Linked DNA regions of Sus scrofa: regions 1 and 3 are each linked to region 2. Evidence: chromatin contacts called from public Hi-C data. All regions are on one chromosome and are shown on one strand. Each heading gives the region's core, a stretch centred on a gene start, on an enhancer-like site or on the middle of the called end of the contact. The rest is flanking DNA. Distances are from core to core; before and after follow the strand shown.

Region 1 (3,791 bases), core at 953-3,452, 540 kb before region 2:
CACCCTGTTACCAACCCCCACCCCCAGCTGCCCAAGGGGCAGCGGGTTCTGAATGTGGCATTTCTGTGCCAGGGAAATAGACAGCTTACTGTAATAATGCATGAATGAGCTTTTGCTACCCAACTATCAAAAAAGCCATTTCAAATGGCATCTCTGTTCCTTCTGAGCCCCTTGACTGCTTCTCAGAAACCCCACCTCTGAGATGTAAGGATTAAGGAGAAGGGGAGGGTGGGTTTAAAAAGGAGGGGGGGTAGGCAGGGAGAGAGAGGATTAAGAAGACTAAAGAAAAAGTACCACTTTCACCACAAAGGTAGTTGTTTAAAATAACCGTAGACAAGGAGGCAATGTTAAGAAAAGTACTGAAGATTTGGTATCAAGATTCCCAAGATTTAGCATCAATCTAGCAATGTATTCCTCAGGAGGGCGTGTGAACTTCCAAGCTTCACCCATCCTGTGTGTCTCTGTGTTGAGAGCCACCATCAATTCCATCTCACCGATCCTCCTTGCTTCAAGTATATACAGTCGCTTTTTTCTTTTTAATTTCATTTTTGATTCGAGAGAGGAAAAAGCCGTGCTTACATTGGTGGCCAATCCTTCTGAGACCCCCGCTGCTGCTGCCACCCCCCCCAACCCTCACCCCCTTCCCGGCAAGCAGGCAGCATCTAATTAATATGGCAAGAAAGCTCTGCCCCCTTCCCTGAAGGAGTGTGTTGGGATTGGGGGGTGGGGGTGGGGAGGCGTCGAGGCTGCACTAGGATTCCTGGTATTCTGATCTCAAAACAACAGCAAAATGGATTCTATATCAGTGATGTCTTAGTCAATACAATGAAACGGCGTCTGAGGCAATTCACGTGAGGATAAATGCAAACCAGGGGAGCTGGGGGGAGACAGGTGCTTTACAAAGGACTGGCCACAGACACGGAGAAAACACACACACACACACTCTCTCTCCCTCTCTCTCCTAGGAGTTCCGGTCTGATGGGGGCAAAGCAGAGAACACATCCCTTTCACCTGCTTAAGTTCAGCCATAAAACTGAAATGTCATAGCCACAAAGTCAGAAGGCATAGGCAGGGCTGAGTTAAAACCATAAATAAAGGTGAGTGGCAGACCGGCATTTAGGATAGCGCTGAGAGGGAGTCTGGGCACCAATGGCAGAAAAGGGGGAAGAGGGGAGGCAGGTGCCATCTACAAAACCAGCATAGCAATAGCTGTCCCCTTGGAGCGGCAGGTTCGGCTTCGTGGGGACAGCCAGGCTCACAATGTCATCTTGGAGGTAGCCGAAAAACGTGAGGGGCCAGTGCCTTTATTCACGCTGTTATTCTTTTTGCAGAAAGAGATAGTGGGATCTAGAGCCTTGGCACTAGACGACCGTCCGGGGCTTGTACACACACACACACACACACACACACACACACACGAGCCTTTCCTTTTAATGCTCTTACACCGGTCTAAGATGAAACTGGCATAATCTCCACGCGTTCTTGGGAGCGCCTTGGCTACCACCGAAGGTGGACACGAACCGTACAGCCCCTGCCGTGGGGGGCTAGCCAGGAACACCTCAGCAGATCCCCGAATCAAAATTAGAACCCAGGTTCCCTCGCGTCGCATTCGCCCGTCTCTGCCCACCAGCCACAGCCCCAGTACACACACGGAGCCCATTCAATTCACCGTGACCCAAAACACTGGAAAGAAATCGGAAAACATGTTCTGCTCACCCTCAAAGCCGAGAGATCGATTTCATCCAGGCTGCGAGCCGGGGAGTCGCTCGCCATGTCGACTTCTTCGCGGGAGAAATGGACCAAAACCACCCCGAAGCTTCTCCCTTAGAAATTCCACCTTGGTCTATTTCACTCGCGTCCTCATGCGGGTGTGGAGCCAGAGGCCCGGGGCCCAGCCTCCCCCGCCCACCCCGGCCCCACAGCGCCTGAACGCGATCTTCCGCGCGTCGGTCCACTAGTCCGGGAGCCCAACCTGCACGGATCTCCAAGCCCGGAGCCGCGGTGCGTGTGGGCTGCGCGCCCTGATCGGCTAAGGGCGCTGGGGCTGCGTGGGTGTATTTAAATGGGACATGCTTCTTTGCTTGTGCGTGGATGGCGGCTGCATTGGCTGTTATAATGAGACACATCAACTCCTCCACTCAGCTGGGGTGGGGGGGGGCGTGGAGAACCACACAGAACTGTCTATCACCGCTTCCTGGGAGGAGTAAAGGAGGAGGTGGGGGTGGGGGAGGTGGAGGAGGCGTGGTCTCCGACTCGGGAGAGGCCGCGCTTCCTGACCCGGTCCCTCTGCACCAACGTGGGTGGGGGAGGGGCACTCACCCTTTCAGCCCAGGCATTTGCAGGCTAATCGGGCTGGTTCTGAAAAGCTGTTCCTGAACCATGCCTCGCTTATCGTAGGGACAAGGGGGCTTTATTTTCGTGTGTCCAGTTCGTGCGCTGCAGCAAAATGGCCCTTCAGTCTCATTTTGAGGGGTTCTCGGCAGGGTTCAATTGCTTTAGCGCTGAAAAAAAAAAATCCAGAAGGGAAAAAAGAAAAGAGCGATGCCCTCCCTCCCCCATTAATTATTTGTGGGGTTGGAGTAGCGCGGGCTGGTGCAACCGGTGCATATAAGGACTTGTGTGGAGGGAAGAGGATCCGCCTCCAGCCGCGGAACAAATCGGGGAGACGCGCACTCTCGCAGGGCGCCCAGCCCCGGGCTTCTCCAAATTGCAACTGCCGCTGGGTCGAGACCGCCAGGGCCCCCGGGATCCCGGAGGGCAGTTATCGAGGGCAGGTCACTCGCCGCCTCAGGGTTAGGAAGGTTTGCCAGAAGCGGGAAAGCTAGCAGATCTGAGCTTCCTTTGGGCCTCGCCACACCCAGAACCTACCCATGCCGCAATTCCCGCACGGAAACGACCGAATTGAAACGAGAATTTTTCTCCGGGTGCAGTGACTTGACTGCTTCAGGTAACTCCGAAGCCAACACTGGCTAAGGCAGCACGCGCCGCCTTAGCACCCAGCATTTTCCTTTCAGGAGGCTTTTCCGCTGCTGACCTACCCAGACTGATAGAGAAAGTTTGGCTGTCGGCTAAGATGTAACACAGAAGACCTACGGCTGAGAGCGATTCCCCTCCACCCTCTTTCTCCTCTAAAGGCTGAACGTTTACAGTGGTAAACATGATATTCTGTAATCTGGAGTGTGAAGTCATTTCCCCCAGTCCCCTCGCACAGCCCTTCCTCTCTGGCCTTGTCCACGCGAAATCCATAGGATGAAATGCTAAAATTGAACTTTTCCCCCAATACAGCGGTAGCTTTGAAAGCATTTTCTCCACCTCCTTTAAGAAGAGAATTTTCTTCTAGCCAAATGCCCTGAGGGTTTTTAAATCGAGTAGTGTGAATATCAGCTTCAGAATAAGCTTTTAGATGAATGAATGGGAGCCAATGCAGTTAGTTCATCAAGACTGCAGATATCAGATTTTCAAACGTTCGGTATGCGCTCTGCTGTTTTTGTTAATAATCTTGTGTTTATTAATATGCATTGTGCATATGATGAAACTTGAAAATTGTTCCAACATCTCAGTGATCACAACATTTCTAGGAGTTACGGCCATTCAAACGTTGGAATATGTGATATTCAAAACATTAGTTTTTTCTTTTTGTTTTTTGTCTTTTTAGGGCTGCACCCATGGCATTTGGAGGTTCCTAGGCTGGGAGTCATATCCGAGCTGTAGCTGCTGGCCTACACCACAGCCACAGCAACCCCAGATCGGAGCCCCATCTGTGACCTACATCACCACTCACACTCATGGCA
Region 2 (3,640 bases), core at 660-3,159:
TAGATATTAGGGTAAGAAGACAAATGACATACTGAGGTTATATACCTACGAACATACATTTTAAATTTTAAGGCATTTTGTATCATCGATTCTTCATAGAACTAATTTGGCCTAGTGGAAGAAATTGGGAGATCTAATTCTGTCTTCTGAATTTCTCTTGTCTACTTTTACCTCCTTGGCCAAGCATGTATCTCTATACTTGAATTCAAACTTCTACCCTCTGAAGTTTTTCCTTTTACCTAGTAATTCAGGTTCTTCTACATACTTTAGAATTAATTTATTCAACAACATTTATAAGGGGGTCACTATATTCAAAGCACAATGCTAGGATGATGCTGGATATACAAAAATGAACGAGATCCAGTCAAGTGGAAGAGATACATACTAACTTTAGAGCAATGTGAGAACTGAAAAGAATTTTGAGATTGTGGGGAAAAGAGCTGTGAGGCTACAGGAAGGGAGGGAGTGATCAAAGATGAGGAAATGATCTTCAGAGAGGCTAGAGGAAAAAGTATGCTTCAGACAGAGGGGCAGAGGTGATTAAAATATATGAATTCAGCTGGATTGGAGGCCAGGGCTCAGGAACAAGTGAGACACTGAGGCAGGAGCTGGAGAACCTCTGCTTCCCCACAACTCTTCCAATGCAGAACTATGACCTAGGATTGGAACCATGTTCTAGAAAGATGGCTTCAAGACACCCTTTGCGAATATTTGGGGAAAGAAGCTGGTTAGGATTTATAAGCCAGGGAGGACCCCACTTGTCTGGATTTGCCATTATCCCCCTCATCTCCAAAAAAGAATTGCAAATTCCACAGGGAAAGGAGCTATTTCTCAGTATTCTTTTATATTCTTCTGGCTTTAATGCAGTACTTTGTACAATAACTTTATTTGATAAATGGTTGTTATATATTTTTTAGGTCAATGAGAGTAATAGGTTGCCTCCTGGTTACTACCTACTTCTGCTTTGTAGGCTAACAATTGAGGCTAAATGTGATTATTTCGAATACCTGGGAAGCTAAAAAGGAAGGTGGCCTCTCTGGGATAACTTCTACTTGTTTCCCTGGATAATTTGAAAGGTGGGATGGGATGCAGTCTGATAACCATTTTGAGTCTGTACGACAGGATACATGACTTTTTTTGTTCTTTTTTCTTTCTTCGGGCCGCACCTGCAGCCTATGGAGGTTCCCAGGCTAGGGGTGAATCGAAGCTGTAGCTGCCCGCCTCTGCGACGGCAACGCCAGATCTGAGCCATGTCGGCAACTTACATCATGTTCACCGCGTTGCCAGATCCTTAACCCACTAAGCGAGGCCAGGGATGGAACCTGCCTTCTCATAGATGCTAACCAGATTAGTTTCCACTGAGCCAGGGCAGGAATTTCTGAGACATGACATTTGACTTAATATAAACTTAGCAATTACTTAATGAAAGCTGTTGTGGCCTTCGCGTTGTTCTATGTTTGATACAGAAATACAGATATGAATAAAGAGTCTCTGCTCTTGTGAGCGCATATTGGGTACTGAACTTTGATATAATCTGTTCACGCTGTATAAACCATATGAACAAAGTTCTATGGGAAACAGAGAAGGGAGGTGACAAAATAGCTCACAAGGTTGTGGGGATTTTTAAAAAAGTTAATACATGAAAAAATGTCAGTCTCAACTCTGATTATTACTTAGCAGACACTGCATTTATATTGATGTTGCAATCATTTGCAGAACATGAAGTCTTCGCCTTTCAGGAGTTGCTCGTTCCCTAAGCCTTTACGTTATTCTGGCTGAACCAAAAAGAGTTTTAGGATAGTTATGCAGGCCTAGTGGGGAAGGAGGATCCCATAGTTCCTGCGAATCTTTACTTAAAACGGCGGTTATACTCGGCAGATTACGGCAGTGGGCGGGCCTCAAATCCCCATGTGGTCCCGACATCATTGACATGGCGGAATCCCCCATCTAACCCTCCTGGTAGTTATTTGAGCGGCGGCTGCGGCCGGAGGCGGAGGAGAGCGGTGGCGGCGGCGGCGGCGGGAGCAGCAAAGGGGCGGCAGGGATCCTCGGGGCTGGCGGCTGGGAAGGCGTGGTAGACCCGGTGTGTGGCGCGCCCGGAGCCCCGCGTTTCAGCCCGAGGGAAGGTAAGGCGTGCAGGAGCAGGAGACTGGAGGGGATCCGGACCCCGCGTCTCAGCCGCTGGGGTCCCAGCGCGCTGGAAAGCCCCAGCCGGACGCTGAGTCCGCCAAAGTGCTTGCCTGTCCCGGAGCGCTCCGGGCGCGCCAGACTTCCCGAGAAAACTTGGCGCCAGAGTGCCTGAGCGCCCCGCGCTCCTCTGGGCACCCCGGGAACACGGGGCCCAGGAGGGGGTCGGCCTCCCCTTTGGGGCCGCGTCTTACTGGGCTCCGGGTCCCCGCTCGTCCCCCCAGCTGGTGAAGGCTTGGAGGAAGGAAAGAAACGGGTAGATTCTTCTTGATCGGGGAAAAAATATCTGGGCAGTGGCTCCCGGGCTTTCCCTCCCCCCCTCGCCCTCCCCAGCCTTCCCAGCAGATTTTGTCCGAGGAATCCGCTCCCCCTCCCGGAATCTCCGCGGCAGGAACGCTGCCCAGGAGGGGGAGGGCGGGCGGAGAGGCCGAGGAATCTTCGACGTGTCACTTTCTGAGGCTGTAGATTTCCATATGGTAAAGGGAGGAGGGCGGGCGTGCAAAGAGGGGCTAGAAGTTGGGGCCGCCTCTCTGCGCCAGGCGGGGCGGGCCAGGACCTCCGACCCTTGGATGCACACAGGGAGGGTCCCGAGCCCGCACCGGCCCCCCGCCCAGGCCAGGCCTCCCCGGGACACTCCCCGCCTAGCCGCTGGCCACCTCAGTGCGCGCCACGTCCTCCCTCCCCGTCCTGCCCCCCGGGCTCCCCCCGGGCTGGGGGCGGTAACCGGCGGCCGCGGCTGGACTCGGCGAGCCTAGAGGCTGGAAGCTCGGGCGGGGGAGTGGGGCACGGCGGGAAGGAGCGGGCGACCCGGTGTGTGGGCCAGCGTAGCTCCGGTCAGTGGGTCACCCCAAGGGGCGCCCGGGCCGGGGGTGGGGCGGGCGGGAGGAATCCGCGCCCCGAGGCGGCCGGGAGGGGTGCGCGGACCGTCTGGTGCTCTCGGCGCGGCGGGGGCCTGCCGGCGTGGGAAGGGCCTGTCATTCTGGGCGAAAGTGGGGCCTCCGGCTATGCCCGCGAAGTTTCCCAAAGGTCCGGTCTGGGCGCCCGGTGGGATCCGGAGCACCCGGGCCCAGTGTCCCTGGAGACGGGGCTGGGCTGCCTGGCGGCGCCGTTGGCGGGAGGCTTCCAGGAGTGCGCGGTTGGGGTTGGAGCTTTTCGAACCTCACCACCTACTCTGCTGTTCCTGACGGAGGGAAAGCAATGGCAGTTTATCCAGACATTACCGTTTGCGGACTTTCTTGAAAGGAAAAACTTTAATTTCTGTTCTCTTCAGTCCAGCAAGTTCTTGAAACAAAATTTGGAATTTGGCTGCGATGGGCCGACGCTGGGGCCCCAGATCCACGCGTTTCTCTCTCCATCCCTGTTAGTTTCTAATCTCCCTCCCTCTCTTCCACACAGGCTTAATCATATTTTGGAACGGGCGAAGTCTTTTGTTGGGTGGGCACCCCCCTGATGG
Region 3 (3,770 bases), core at 409-2,908, 620 kb after region 2:
AGAAAATTAACCCTCTAAGAAAATCATGTTTTTTTTTTCTCCTTCTCTAGTTGTCATTCTTTTCTTTTCCTTTTTTTTTTTTTTTTGGCTTTTTACCTTTTCTAGGGCCGAACCCGCAGCATATGGAGGTTCCCAGGATAGGGGTCCAATCAGAGCTGTAGCTGCCGGCCTACGCCACAGCCACAGCAAAGCAGGATTTGAGCTGCATCTGTGACCTACACCACAGCTCATGGCAACGCCAGATCCTTAATCCACTGAGCAAGGCCAGGGATCAACCCACAACCTCATGGTTCCTAATCAGATTCATTAACCACTGAGCCACAAAGAGAACTCCTCTAGTTGTCATTCTTGAAAGGAGTTTACAAAAATAATCTAAGACCAAAGCCCAAGGTTGGGGGAAGGGAGGAGACTTGGTTTTGGAGGAGGGTTAAAAGTTTAGATAGAGTAGGCTGCTCAGAAATACTGTTCAATTATAGGGCTAAGCCTTGACTACAGATTGTAGTTTAGAGTTTGGATTTCTGGCACTAACAATGTCTCTGACATAGAATAAACCAGAAAGTTACATTTTCCTGTCTATGGAGTTAAAGAAATACACACCCATGATATAGTAGAGAGAAATGTGATCATGCCAGGGTAAGCCAAGGTATCCTGGCTCAGGCAAAGGTTATTTCCTCTACAGTCAAGGACATAAACTAAACGTTTCAGGGTAGGCAGAAAACAAATGCATTATGCAAACACCTGCTGCTACCACCTCCACAAATCTGGCCTCCAGCCAGCCAGCCAGGCCTCTTAGCCTCCTTTCCTGGGCTGGGCTTATGAGTGCCACGCATGAAATGCTAGATCTGTGTTGTTCCCCAAGTGTTTGGAGGAGCCTTGCCTGCTGCCCCTGGTAATGGAGGGCTCCATTGCCAGGATGCTGGGAGATCGCCCTTGCCCAAGTCGGCTTTTAAGGTGGCCGCATTCCCAGTAACCAGTGACTGTTTTTCCCAGAACCTTCCTAATAAAACACTTAACTCACTGTCCGCCGCCCCCTACGGGTGAACAGAAATGGGGAAGGGGTGGTTTATAAAATGCTGTAAAACTGGTTTTTGGCGCTGCAAACCCAGAAAGAATGGAGACATTTAGAAAAGACGAAGTATTAAACAGGAGTCAAATTCTATTCCAGAACTTCACCTTGTCCGTTCCCAACACAGACGAAGAGACACAGATCCAGCCCGCTGCTAGCAAGGAGGGGAATGCGACACCCTGAAAATGCCGGCCTGAACCACCTTAAAAAGCAACTGCCTCATCGCGTTAGAAAAATACAAATTCTCGTGGGACAAAGTCTGGAAATTCTGTTTCCCCCTTTAAATACTGCTTAAGAGGAGGGAGAGAGAATCAGCGATGTGCTGCGTCTCACCACTTGCTGTGCGCTCCGGAAAGCGGCGTCCAGCAGCCTCAGCTTCCAGGGATCGGACACGGAGCTAGGCAGGGGGATATAGACGTAATAGGCGGCCAGCGCCACCAGGGCGGTAAGCAGGACACAAGACGACTTCATCCTCTACCGGCTTGGCTATCCCGCCCGGCTGACAAGGAGAAAAGGGCAATCCACCCAAGGGCCTGAGGCAAGTTTTTCTAAAGGCCTGCAGCTCATTCACTGGTTTCTTATTTGCCCAGAAGCCTATCAGAGGCGGCGTCGGGAGGAAGTCAGAGAGCTGACGCGCCCCCTCTACGCAAAGAGGTGTCCTTGCAAAGTATTGTAGAGGATGCAGGTTTGAGAAAGCTCTGGGGCTGTGCTGGGTGTAGCACAGCGGACTCTGGAGGACATAGGCCGGTACTGCACGCCTGTGACCAAGGATTTCTTCCTGAAGATTCCCAAAGGGAAACATGCCCAGAATAGTTTCGGTGTGATGAGTTTATGTCTGTCCAAAGCACGCAGGCCATTCTGACTCAAAATGGAGTCTGATATGAGAAAGATAATAAAAATTCACTGTCTTCTACAAACATTTTCAAGGGAATGTAAACTCTAGCTGATTTGTGGGGGAAAATAATATAATAAATTTGTATAGCTCAAGCTATAAGCCACTTGTACAACTAGCACCCAAATCCTGGTTTCCAGATCTTATTCTCTAATAGAAGGAATCACGACTCTTGGCCAGAGAAAAGGCTGATTACAGGGCTGGGACAGGGAAAGTATAGGATGAATATGTTGTTCTGGAAGAGAAGGTGCTAAAAAAAGATGGGAACTAGTCAAATGGACACTTGCGGCATCTTGAAGGATCTCCCAATGGCTAAAGCTGGGGCAATTTTTATCATCAAAATAAATAATAATAGATTATAATAAGTGAATACAATAAATATTCAGGAGTCTACACTAATATAAATAAATGGGGAAATAACATGTGAAAAAATTCTTTCAGTGGGTCCATGGAAGCAAAAAAGAATTTGAATCCAGATTTCCTATTAAAGATAGGGGAGAAGGGTGGATATAGAATGTGAGAGAACTTCATGAGCAGAATTACAAGTAAGGATCCAGAAGGAAAAAACTGGAGAACAGTTTTAAGGAGGTGGTTAGAGAATAACTCCAAACTTACTGATCAAGGCCTTAAAACACTTGGTACCTATAATTTTGCACTGTGATATAGTAATTTAAATTTAAATTCAAATCAGTGAAATAATTTGGGACTGAAGAAATTATTGGGAGAAAGTTGGTTTACCATTCAAAGTTTGGAAGAAAACATTAATTTTATTTTATTTATTTATTTATTGTCTTTCTTCCATTTCTTGGGCCGCTCCTGCGGCACATGGAGGTTCCCAGGCTAGGGGTCGAATCGGAGCTGTAGCCACCGGCCTACACCAGAGCCACAGCAACATGCGATCTGAGTCACGTCTGCAACCTACACCACAGCTCACAGCAATGCCAGATCCCTAACCCACTGAGCAAGGGCAGGGATCGACCCCGCAACCTCATGGTTCCCAGTCAGATTTGTTAACCACTGAGCCACGATGGGAACTCCAGAAAACATTAATTTTATTTTGTCTTTTGAGGCCACACCATAGCATATGGAAGTTCCCAGATTAGGAGTCAAATCGGAGCTGTACCCTCTGGCTTACACCACAGCCACAGCAACACCGCCTCTGTGACCTACATCACAGCTCACGGCAACTCTGGATCCTTAATCCTCAAGGCCAGGGATAGAATCTATTATCCTCATGGATCCTAGTCAGTTTTGTTTTCGCTGAGCCACGATAGGAACTCCCAGGAAGAAAACATTTACATGAAGGGTATACTTCAATGATGTTTCAAGCATTCAATTTGAGATCATAATTTTATATCTCTTTTTTTTTATAACTAGCTAAGCATATAACTCTAAAGAGAAAGAGACGTATATGTTTGTGAGTGAATGTATGTGGTTAGAATTGGAAGCTAACCTCTACAGGTGACTATAGACAATCTCAGAGCTATCAACCAAGCTGACACCTGGATTGATTAATACAATTTGCTTTCAGGTAATCTGTAAAATAATTCAAGGTTTTACTTTGTAGACTTTAATATTTTTATCCTGAATTTTTATTGTATTCATAAAATCATTGATCTTAAAGCTGATGGCAAAACAAACAACAAAAAAACCCCCAACACCTGACCTATCCTTATATCTTTAGCCAGTAATAACAAGCTCAGTTTACAGATGAGCCCTTTGAGGCCCAGAGCAGCTTGTTCATGGTCTTCTAGTTTGTAAGTGATGGAACCAATATTTATCTCTGCCAGTAAGTGCCATGCAGCTTCCCTT

Evidence for each region. Hi-C and Micro-C count contacts between places; a contact is called where the count stands out from the background.
Region 1: a contact with region 2 is called in a Hi-C map of liver, with 7 times the contacts expected there. The contact joins the promoter of TNIK here to the promoter of FNDC3B in region 2. A contact is called at or near these places in 2 of 47 Hi-C or Micro-C datasets (liver and skeletal muscle) and 1 of 2 datasets of contacts at active chromatin or transcription factors (alveolar macrophages).
Region 3: a contact with region 2 is called in a Hi-C map of alveolar macrophages, with 3 times the contacts expected there. The contact joins the promoter of NCEH1 here to the promoter of FNDC3B in region 2. A contact is called at or near these places in 2 of 47 Hi-C or Micro-C datasets (alveolar macrophages and embryonic fibroblasts).

What each region holds. Positions count from the first base shown.
Region 1 is chr13:110,050,143-110,053,933 of Sscrofa11.1, forward strand. TNIK (TRAF2 and NCK-interacting protein kinase) reads right to left here and starts at 2,203. Exons shown (of 30, transcript XM_021071173.1): 1 at 1,717-2,203. The coding sequence starts at 1,773. It overlaps LOC106507999 (a long non-coding RNA gene), which reads left to right and starts at 2,334. Exons shown (of 6, transcript XR_002338109.1): 1 at 2,334-2,947.
Region 2 is chr13:110,585,555-110,589,194 of Sscrofa11.1, forward strand. FNDC3B (fibronectin type III domain-containing protein 3B) reads left to right here and starts at 1,910. Exons shown (of 26, transcript XM_021069801.1): 1 at 1,910-2,126.
Region 3 is chr13:111,205,627-111,209,396 of Sscrofa11.1, forward strand. NCEH1 (neutral cholesterol ester hydrolase 1) reads right to left here and starts at 1,659. Exons shown (of 5, transcript NM_001243484.1): 1 at 1,400-1,659. The coding sequence starts at 1,537.